Linked DNA regions of Mus musculus: all the other regions are linked to region 2. Evidence: chromatin contacts called from public Hi-C, HiChIP or PLAC-seq and promoter capture Hi-C data. All regions are on one chromosome and are shown on one strand. The core of a region is the stretch at or near the end of the contact, and the rest is flanking DNA. Distances in the headings are between cores, read along the strand shown.

Region 1 (2,709 bases), core at 54-2,553, 620 kb before region 2:
AGACTAGCTTTACACCTGGCTCCCTTCTCAGTGGCAGTGACCTGGTCCCTGCCTTCTTTTGATGTATACATTCATTTTGTATTATGTCACTGTAACTTGGTGGATTGTATCTCGTCTGGTTTCTTGCTATTCTTCTGTATAAAAAGTTTGATGCTTGACTTGACAAATTACATTCAGATTCTACACAATCTCCTGTGTTGATCTGTCTGTCATTCGCCAACTCCTTGCCCATCTGCACCCAGAGGGTCTGCGGCAGAAAATGTGGCACATTTACACAGTAGAGTACTACTCAGCTATTAAAAACAATGACTTCATGAAACTCTTAGGCAAATGGATAGAACTAGAAAATATCCTGAGTGAGGTAACCCAGTCACAAAAGGACACACATGGTATGCACCCACTGATAAGTGGATATTAGCCCAAAAGCTTGAAATACCCAAAATACAATTCACAGACCACATGCAGCTCAAGAAGAAGGAAGACCAAAGTGTTGATGCTTCGCTCCTCCTTAGAAGGGGGAACAAAATACTCACAGGAGGAAATATGGAGACAATGTGTGAAGGAAAAGCCATCCAGAGACTGCCCCACCTGGGAATCCATCCCACATACAGTTACCAAACCCAGACACTATTGTGGATGCCAAGAAGTGCTTGCTGACAGGAGCTTGATATAGCTGTCTCCTGAGAGGCTCTGCCAGAGCCTGACAAATACAGAGGTGAATGCTCAGAGCCAACCATTGGACTGAGCACCGGGTCTCCAATGGAGGAGTTAGAGAAGGGACCGAAAGAGCTGAAGAGGTTTGCAACCCCATAGGAAGAACAACAGTATCAATCAACTAGATCTCCCCAGAGCTCCCAGAGACTAAACCACCAACCAAAGAGTACACATGGAGGGACCCATGGCTCTAGCTGCATATGTAGCAGAGGATGGCCTTGTCAGGTATCAATAAGAGAAGAGGCCCTTGGTCCTGTGAAGTCTCAATGGCCCTGTGTAGGGGAATGCCAGGGCAGGGAGGCAGGCAGGAGTGGGTGGGTGGGTGGGGAACACCCTCATAGAAGCAGGGGGAGGTGGGGGCAGGGGTTTTTCTAGGGCAGAGAACTGGGAAAGGGGATAACATTTGAAATGTAAATAAAGAAAATATCCAATAAAAAGGAGAAGAAAAAAAGAAAAGAAAAGAAAAGAGCATTTTGAAGGCAGTATGCAGTTTGAAACAATTCCACAAGGGGGCAGGCGTCGGCAACAGATGCACATAGGTGCTGGGCAACTCCGTAAGGAACAAGGCTCCTTAGACTCAGACTCTGTGCAGACATAGGATGACAAGCCACCTGCCAGTGCTGGAGACCACTGCTGTGCATGCTGCCGCCTTCTTGTTCATGTACCTCCCCCTCCCTCATCCTTCATGTTTACTTCTTTCACCGAAATGAAAATTGGTTGACTACAGAGCAGACACTTCCTAAACCTCTCAAGGTAGGTGCTTCTAAATGAGCTGTTCACAGCCTGTGGGTGGCAGCCCATTCGGGGTTGCACATTAGGTATCCTGCACAACAGATATTTACACTATGATTCATAACAACAGAAAAATTACAATTGTGAAGTAGCAACGAAAATAATTTTATGGCTGGGGTCACCACAACAGGAGGATTTGTATTCAAGGGTCACAGCCACTGCTCTAAGCCATCGCTCGAGCAGGCCCTTAAAGTCCCTGAAAGAGAAACACAACACAGCACAGACAACGGGAGTAGCCTCCATGTTAGCACATATCTTAGCCCCAGGGAAAGACCTGGTCCCCTACTATTTGTATCAGCACCCCTGGTATAGGTTCTGTCACTCTCCATACTTAGAAAATGGTAAGTGACCCTAGCTTAGGCCCACTTAACATTTATTGAGTACTTACTATGTGTCAAGCTTGTGTCCACCCTGAGATTCTCGAGAAAAAAAAATTCAGTTCCACAATTTTGAACCAAATTTAAAGCAAGCTTTAATTAAATGCTGGCCAGGTAGAGGACTCTGGCCAGGTCTACTCCTGGGTTCCCAGGGAATGGCCACAAGTTACATTTTTCAAGGACTTAAAAAGGCAAAACCCACAATTCATTGCATTTCCCATTAGTTCCAAACCAGGGGCTAACATATATCCTGACATATTTTCCTGCCTATGTGACTTCTGCCTACATCCAATCAAATACATCTGGTATAAAAAAAATTAAGTAAACTTGTTCAGGGGAGTCAAAATGCATGGCTTGTTAATTCCCAAGAACTACAGCTTCCAGTATTCCAGAAAGTTATCTTGACCTTGCATAAGTGGGGCCTACAGGTAAACTCCGACTCTTACACTTGGTACTGGGAAATCTAGCAGAAATCTCTCCTCTACCTTCTCCTCTCTTCCCCTCCCCCTCCCCATCTTCCCCTCTATCTCCTATTTTATCATATGTGTAAGGACGCTTTGTGAAGTAATATCATACACTTAGATTCCAGGAATCAGGCCCCTTACATATTGGGGGCCTTATTTTATCTTACAGTAGACATGGATGAATATACAGGGACACCTCCAAGTAAAGGTTAGCAAATACTGCCTTATGTCACAGCTGCCTCCTTAAAGGCCTTTTTGGGACTCTGCACTCTTTTGGGACCTTTGTGGATAAGGTTTAGGCAGAGGAAGACTTCAGTATCTGAAAGTGAAATCACTTACTAGTAAGTGTAGGCCATGTCATG
Region 2 (2,700 bases), core at 133-2,632:
TTTGGGGACAATTTTACTCCTGAATGTAAACCACAGATCTAACAGCACCTATTATTCCTCTGTTGGCTAGTGACTCTAAAATACCCCAAGCCATGACTGGGGCAGAAAGTTAATTAATCTGCTTATTAAAAAGAAGAAATGTCTCATTTGCATGCATTTGCATCCAGGTCTTACATTCCATCTTGTTTTTCTGTGGTCCCTTCCCCCTTCCCCCTTAAAGCCGCTGACTTAGCTAGGTGTGAACTCCTGCACTGAATTTTCTGGGGCTTGGCTTTGTTTAAGTGTCCTGTATATGAGTAAGTGTGGGGCCAATTGGATCTTTCCTAGATTCCCTAATTCTTTGTGGCAACTCTGCCCCCCTCCCCAGGGCTATTTGGGGTTTCTTCTAGTTGTCATGCACCACAATTAAGATTTATAGACTTGGCCACTCTGGGAAGGAAGCAAAGACCTTGTCCCCATCAGAGTTGGGCTTGTTACTTGGGGGGGCAATAAATTCAATTATCTGCAATTTCTTACTCAACTGAATTTTCCATGGACATTTCTATGGGATGCTTTTTCCTTTGCGTTTCATATCTTCCTGAGCAGTCTGCTTTTTGGATCCTTTTCTTGTCTTAGAAATACCTCTTAGAAATAAAAGCCCATTGCCTCTTGGATGGATTTTTAGATGGTTCCACATTCAGGTCTGGGTGATACTGTTTTTACCTGAGACTGTACAGGTAATCTAAATGTAGGCCCCCTAAAACCATCGTCAAAAGCAGGACAACCCCCTTTTGGGAGGTTAGGAAGGGGGCTGGGAATAGGAGTAGTTTGGAAGTCAGGGGGGAGGGGAATGCTAAGATACAGCTCAGCTTCCTATCCGAAGTACAGCAGGTACAGCCAAAACTCTGTTGGGAGATGAGAGCCCGGAGGAATCTTCCAGAGGGAGTGAATCACCAACCCCAAATCAGAGGGACCAGAGTGCCAGTGTTGTTGTGTTTGGGAGTCATCCCATTTCTGATACATTACAACAGTGTGGCTGTCAGGGGCGAGAGGCTTAGGCAGTGGGTGAACCCACCTCTCTGCTAACAAGCTTAGCAATGGGGGGGGGGGGGGGACTAAAACTCAGCCTTAGACTTCTTGTCAGACTAGGAGGAGAATTATATTTTTGAACTAGTCTACAGTGTGGACAGGAAATGACCCCTTCACCAACTGCTTCTTTAAAAACAAGCAGTTGGAGCCTCTAGCTATCCAGCTCTCTCTCTCTCTCTCTCTCTCTCTCTCTCTCTCTCTCTCTCTCTCTCTCTCTCTCTCTCAACTCACTCTCCCCCTTCTCCCTCCCTCCTTCTTCCCTCCCTTCCTCCCTCCCAACCTCCAACCTCCGCTCTCTCCCTCTCAGAGCTCCAGTGCTCCCTCCCCTCCCGCGCTCCCTCCCTCCCTCTCCCTCCTCGTTCCCTCTCCTCTCTCGCTATAGAGGGCTCCCACAGCACTTCCCAGCCAGTGTGCTCAGCCTGCCTGCCTGCCTGCCTCTGTGTGTGTCTGTGTGTGTGTGAGCGTGTGTGCGTGCGTCTACTTTGTACTGTGAAGAACACAGCCCATGTGCTCTGCATGGACGTTCCTGATACTCTATTAAGCTTGATTTTCGACAAGCAGGCAAGATGTCCAGCACACCACATGACCCCTTCTATTCTTCTCCTTTCGGCCCATTTTATAGGAGACATACACCATACATGGTACAGCCAGAGTACCGAATCTATGAGATGAACAAGAGACTGCAGTCTCGTACAGAGGTAAGTTCTTCAACCTTGGCGTGTGTTTGTGGATTTTTTAAAAAAAAACTGTGCATGGGCTTTTCCTGGGGTTCTTAGCTGAATTCTGTGGGAAGTGTCCCACCAGCTACTATCACGTAGGTGGATATAAGCACAGCTGGGTGAACCCTCGAGTTTGAATGCTGGGTTTCCAGCGACAGTAACTCTTGGAGCTGGGGACAGTTTCTGCCGGAATCTTAGTATCTGGAAAGAGACAAGCCACTTGGTTCACATGCCGAGTCTCTAGAAATTCAGGTTTCCCAGAACTCTGATGTTTACAGGCTTAGAGATGGTCGTGTTTGTTGAGATATAGACTGCAAGAGATTTTGTGGATGTTTGCGTCTGTGTTGTGTGTGTAATATCATGTATACATATATTCATATATTTACAAGTTCCAGAGGAAGTCTGGTTTGACCTGAACTTACTTTTTCAAAGTGACTAAAATTGAGGTAAAAGGGACAAGAGAGCAGCCTTGTGTACTTTTCAGAACTCCCTGGAGGTGGGCTCAGGGAAGACACACACGTTTGCCTGTGTTAAATTCAGAGACAGGTTGACTGAGGAAGTGGGGTCCTCTTGTCTCTCTGGTGGTTGTGCCTCCCAAGGCTCTACCTTGGGACAGGAGTTAGCTCCCCATTCAAGCCAGAAGCAGTTGAGTGCATTTGGGATCTCCAGAGAGAGGGAGGCTGAGCCTCTCAGGCAGTGAGCCAGTCCAGGGACTTCTTCAGAACTTTCTAAATGCAAAACTCCAGACTCCTCTTTCACAATTTAAATATTTAATTTTTCTCTGGGCTGCCCGAGTGGCAAAGCACTCTGCTGCCGGGTGCTCATCTGCCTGTAAGGTGGGACTTGGTGTTGAAGTGTTTATTGTAGGTGTGTCTAAGTCTCTTGAAGAAATAGAAGTCTCTGGGAATTGAGT
Region 3 (2,700 bases), core at 121-2,620, 570 kb after region 2:
CTCTCCCTTCTTTGACTATTTAAGATTTGGAACACAGATAATAAACTTAGGTTGGAGGAAACCTTACAGTATATAAAACTCTGTGTCTTTTGATTTTCATGATGCTGGAGCTTTGTCAAGGGCACTGTTTTTAAGATCCAGTTTTACCAAATAAAACCAAACTGACTTTAAATAATATTCTCTGCAGTGTTTGGTTTTCCACAATGTAAAGTTTACATTGAATTGGGATTGGGATTTCTTGGACTTTGCAAGTTCCTCTTTAACCCTCCTATCCCTTCATCCCGCCCTACTGTCAAATGGCCTTGCTGCAGTACAGTACAGAAAAGTTGCGGAGTTTGCAATCGGGTATCTAGCTTTCCATCTCTAAGGCTCTCCTGGATGTTCTAGGCCTGCTCCATCGCTTCTCGGCTTAAGTGTAGGGCAGTTTAGAGAGTGAAGAGGTATTTGCTATGCTTCTACTCATTTAAAAAGTTGCCACAATGCAGGTTAATTCCGAAGTGGGCATGAAGGCAATCCAGGGGCCACCGCGTGCGTTACAGGAGCGCACAGCAAGAATGTAGGAATCCCAGGTGAAGGTCTTCCAAGGCTGAGGCGGATTCATTTGCACCCAGCGAGCATCCGTTGGTCTCAGCGCGGCTATCCGTGACTACCAGTGAGGGGGTAAGGGTCACAAGTCTCACGGCAAGCGGTGACAATCTGACAGAACCAGGCCGCCTTGGCTGCCACCCGCAGTCACATAACCCTATTCCCGAAAGGCAACCCAGAATGTCCCCGGCGCTTTAGGCGCATCGAGCACTTTGCCCGTCGGGCCGAGTCCCCCACCTGTTGGCACGCTCCCCCGAGCTAGGCTTTGGACACTGTCCACGGACAGGGAATGTGACAGACGATCATAAATATGCAGGAGAGATGCAGCCAAGACAGCAGAGCCACCGGGTCGGCGCCGGCGGGAGCCACAGAGCTGGAGCCCGGCCCCAGTCGCCGTGCAGCCAAGGCCAGGCGGGTCGCGCCGGCGCACTCCGGCCACCGCACGGGCACAAGGGGCTCCGGCCGCGCGGACAACCACGCCGAGCCCCGCTGCCGCCCACCGTCCCCCACCGCGCGACCCGGCGGCATGGAGCCCGGCGCGGCGCCCCGGTCCGCAGAGCCCGCCGCGCGCCACGGCGACGGCAGGAAGAAGATGGCGGCGGCCGTGGCGGCGGCCACCGCGGCCTCCCACGCGCCGCTGACGCCAATGGCGCGCGCCGGCCGGCGGGCTACGGATGGCGGCTGCCCGGGCGAGGGGCGGGGCGAGGCGGCGAGGGGGCCGGCGGGAGGCGGAGGCCGGGCGGGCGGCTGGAGGGAGGTGGCGGGGACAGTGTGTGGCTCTCGGAACATGGCGGGCGTCTGCGACGCGGCCGCCCCGGGAGAAGGCGGCGGTGGCGGCGCGGACGGCCCCGAGCGGACCGGCCGCGGCGAGGCGGAGCAGCCGGGTGGTGGCGGCCATGGGCCCGCGCCCCAACACACCGAGACGCTGGGCTTCTACGAGAGCGACCGGCGGCGGGAGAAGCGCCGCGGCCGCGCAGGTGAGGCGAGCGAGCGAGCGGGCGGGCGGGCGGCACTAGGCCGCGGCGGGCTACCGAGGGGCCGACCGGGCTGTGGTGGCGGGGACGCCAGCGCCTTCCCTCTGCGCGCGGAGCGGCCGCGGCTCCGGTGGCTCCCATGTCCCCACGGCCGGTGACAGCTACCCCGGCGGCTAGTGCGCGCGGCCCGACGTTCCCGCAGCCATCCCCGAGCCAGGTGCGCCCGGGAGATCGTCGGTCCCCGGTCCCCGAGAGTTCGCGACCGGCCTCAACAGTGACAGGCATCTCCCACATCCGAAGGAGGTCAAAAATGGGAAACGCAGGGCTTTCTAGGCGATGTCAATGCCGAGGTGACTCTTCCCCCTATGGTTTTATGCGAAGTTGAGTCTCGGAAACCTGTTAACTTGCCCGCCGAATCCATTTTTCGTAGACTCAGCTGACAGTGTGGTCGTGACCGTGAAGTTCAGCAGTTTTCTCTCAAACAGAAATGTGCGGCACCCCTTAAAATGTTACATGTGGAGTTTTCCTAAACTAAAACTTAAGCCAGAAGAAACAGTTTGTCACACAAGAAAATACGTACCACTTTTAAGCCCTACTGTCCATAAGCTCTGAAGCATACTGTTAAAATATTACAATCCCCTGTGTTCAAGGATCTTATTAAGAACTTTTAACAGCTTTGGTATTTACACTGAAGCGTTCTATTAAGCCCGGAAGCAAAAGGGAAAGTTTTGGCTTGGCCGTTTCATTGGGTATAATAGTGATTGCATTTTAATTCTTGCATCGTAGATCCAAGATCTTGGACAGCAACTTGATGACATTTCTTCCAACTTATTCTGAGCTAATGCAGTGGAATAAGGTCCTGCAGCTTATATAAATACTCGTTCAAGTTATAAGGTTGACTCCATTCACTATGGGTATTGAAATTATAGGAGTCCTAAAAGTCTGTAAGACTGGTGGATAGATCCTGATAGACTTGCTAATTCTCAGAATTGGACATAGAGTTTTGCATCAGTCTCCATATCTTTGAAAACTCAGGCACCAGCTGTGTGCCTTGTTTGTTTGGTTTTTTTTTTCCCCCTTTATTTTCTATTTGGTTTAGTTGTCAGTTAAACACTTGCTTGCAGGAATGTTTGCTTTCTAA
Region 4 (2,700 bases), core at 56-2,555, 930 kb after region 2:
TCGAGCACCCGGGAAGTGTGTGCATCTGAAGACAGAATGTGAAGTTGGGTTTCTGCGTGTGCCTTCCCAGCCTGCTGGGCTTTCTGTTTGACTTCAGAAATCAGTTCTACGTTAAAATGATGCCAGGGAGAAGCAACATAAATCATTCCCTCTGGGGCAGGTAGTGGGTGGAAGGGGTTCTATGGGCTGACTCTATTGACCAATGAAGATGATGTTCCCAAGGGTCTACACAGGATCACCAAGTGGATTTCGCTTACCTGATGAGTAATATTTCAGTTTTGACAGTCTGTCTTGTTTTGTTTTTATTAATGATCAGGTGCAAAAAAAAAAAAAGACCAGGATGCTGTTTGGGCTTGTTTTTTGTTTTCTTTGTGTTGTAATTAATTAAAATTAATTAACTTATTTTGAGTCAGGTCTCTCTTTGTAACCCAAGCTTGTCCTGGAATTTACAATGTTGCTGTGCAGCCCTTGTTAACCTTGAATTCACAAAAATCCTCCTGGCCCCTTCCACCCCCACAGCAAGCTGAGCAAGCCACCTAGTTAAATGTCGCCTGTGACCTTAACTTTCTGGGCAGGGGCGGTGTCTGATGGAAACCACAAGCCAAAAGACAATGTGAAGTTCCTGTGCCTGAGAGTAATCTTTGTCCCAGAAGCATGGCTGTGGCCAAAGATAGCCCTAAGGGTTCCTTCAGAGTTCAGGACCCTCTGTGGGAAGCGAGCATCTTTGCAGAGCTCAGCAAGGATCGGCGCCCCCATCACAGACACTGCCAAAACGGAGGAGGCATTGTGCAGGCGGTGTTCTGGTAACTTGAACAGGAGACCTTCCGCTCAGCACTGCCCTTCGGCTTCCAGCTGATCCACAACACAAGATTCTTTGTTTGGGACAATCTGGAAGATTCCCCCCCGCCGCGAGAGCTCCAGCTGAGTCACAGCCTGCTTCCCCGGTGTCCCGCTGCGCACTGTGCCTAGAGTGAGCCTCAGAAGCCAACTCACCTCATCTCCGGCCGGAGGATCTGAGTGTAGATGAGGCAGCGTCCCAGGAAGATGTCAGAAAAGTGCTTCGTGGTAGGCTCTCCAGTCCACACCAGGAGTGAGCGCGGCCTCAGAAGTATGACCACGATCCCTACTACCAAGGCGATCAGGACCAGGAGACCCACTCCGAGACCGATCTGGGCTTTCCTAGAGAGGCGGCAGCCAGGTCTGTCCCCAGACACCTGGCTAAATTCATAGTTAGCCATTGGGCTCCCGAAGACTGGCCCAGGCTAGGCAGGAAGAGAGCACAGGGCTGACTGGGTCAGAGCCTGCCCCTCCTCCTTTTTTTCACTTGCTTTTATCTGCTTCCTTTCCCACCCCCTACTCCTGCTCCAAAGTTCCACGGAGGTGACTGGACTAATAAGGCTCTTGGGTTGTCAACAGGCACTCCAACTGCTTACTTCCAGACTCCAGAGCAAACTGACCAGAACCTCTCTCTCCAAGAGAAGACAGCACTTTAGCCTCTGCTGGTACACAAACAACAGCTTCAGAATACTCCTGACCAACAACCTTGACACTTGACATGTTTGCTACTTATGCTCAGGTGTGTGTGTATGTGTGTGTGTAAAATTATTCTCCCTCTCCCTCTCCTCCCTCCCTCTCTCTCTCTGTTCACCCAAATGCCTGGCAATGAATGGCCTGCTTACCTCTACTTCTGAGCTTTGATAAAAATCCTGCCCAAGTATCTTTAAAGTCTCAGCTTTACTCTGCCCCTCTTCTCAGGAGGTATCAGTTCAAACCCAGCCCCAGATGGTAAAGTGCTGTTAAGATAAACTTACCTCTCTGAACTAGATAGATGTGAGCAGAGCCTCACATTCATTACATCAAAGCTTGCTTTGATTAGATGGCTTAATACCTCCTAGGTGTTTAGCATAATCCCTAAGACATAACAACCGATTACTCAATAAATGTAAGTTATTGCTGCTTACTCTAGGGGGTTGACAAAGGTAGGATTTTAGAGTTGATAGGATGCTCGCAACCCATCTCATGTGCAGTAATACTTCATCCCACATGGGAACCCCAAATACAAAGGCTCTTCCTGGCTCTCCTTCCCAAGAAGACCCCGCACTCTTCTGCTTAAACAGAGACTTGTCACAGAATGGATCATGACACAGGATTTTCACGGGACACTTTTCAGGCAGAGGGTACTGGATGCAAGAGCTGGGGCAGGAAAGCCCCTTGTTCTGTTTTAAGATGCGGGAAAGCAGCATTGCAGCTATACTACAGGATGACAGAGAATCCTTCCGAAGGCAGCAGGAGAGTAAGTCTCTGCAGCTCCGTATGTCAGGAGGACTTTTTTAGACTGTGCATTTCATTTTTTTTTAAACGTTTGCTGTCATTTTGCTTATTCATTTTGTGTGCCTCTCTCCCTCTCTTTCTTTTTTTTCCTGTGTTTTCTTTTTCTTTTTTAAAAATACATTCTTTAATCTTTTTTTACAGTCCAGACTTCATCTCCCTCCTGGTACATTCCCTCACCTCCTCCTCCCCACCCCCTCTCCAAGAGGATGTCCCCACCCCTATCCCTACCCCCCACCCCACCAGACTTCCTCACTCCCTGGGGCCCCAAGTATCTAGAGGGTTAGGTGCATCTTCTCTGACTGAGTCCAGACCCAGCACTCTTCTGCTGTATATGTGTTAGGGACCTCATATCAGCTGGTGTGTGCTGCC

What was found. Promoter capture Hi-C pulls out the DNA fragments that hold promoters and counts their contacts. Hi-C and Micro-C count contacts between places; a contact is called where the count stands out from the background. HiChIP or PLAC-seq counts read pairs in DNA pulled down with a chosen protein or histone mark.
Region 1: a contact with region 2 is called in a Hi-C map of cortical neurons, with 3 times the contacts expected there. The contact joins the promoter of D5Ertd615e here to the promoter of Ldb2 in region 2. A contact is called at or near these places in 5 of 39 promoter capture datasets (the 3T3-L1 cell line, embryonic stem cells, frontonasal cranial neural crest and 2 more) and 1 of 484 Hi-C or Micro-C datasets (cortical neurons).
Region 3: a contact with region 2 is called in an H3K27ac HiChIP or PLAC-seq map of epiblast stem cells, with 8 times the contacts expected there. The contact joins the promoter of Tapt1 here to the promoter of Ldb2 in region 2. A contact is called at or near these places in 2 of 115 datasets of contacts at active chromatin or transcription factors (embryonic stem cells and epiblast stem cells).
Region 4: a contact with region 2 is called in a promoter capture Hi-C map of liver, with 4 times the contacts expected there. The contact joins the promoter of Cd38 here to the promoter of Ldb2 in region 2. A contact is called at or near these places in 3 of 39 promoter capture datasets (cranial neural crest, hippocampal neurons and liver).

The regions. Positions count from the first base shown.
Region 1 is chr5:45,422,994-45,425,702 of GRCm38.p6, reverse strand. D5Ertd615e (DNA segment, Chr 5, ERATO Doi 615, expressed) reads left to right here and starts at 1,303. Exons shown (of 6, transcript NR_131933.1): 1 at 1,303-1,467.
Region 2 is chr5:44,798,428-44,801,127 of GRCm38.p6, reverse strand. Ldb2 (LIM domain binding 2) reads left to right here and starts at 1,382. Exons shown (of 8, transcript NM_010698.4): 1 at 1,382-1,766. The coding sequence starts at 1,635.
Region 3 is chr5:44,225,276-44,227,975 of GRCm38.p6, reverse strand. It overlaps Tapt1 (transmembrane anterior posterior transformation 1), which reads left to right and starts at 1,370. Exons shown (of 14, transcript NM_173764.3): 1 at 1,370-1,562. The coding sequence starts at 1,373.
Region 4 is chr5:43,867,414-43,870,113 of GRCm38.p6, reverse strand. It overlaps Cd38 (CD38 antigen), which reads right to left and starts at 1,305. Exons shown (of 8, transcript NM_007646.5): 1 at 994-1,305. The coding sequence starts at 1,238.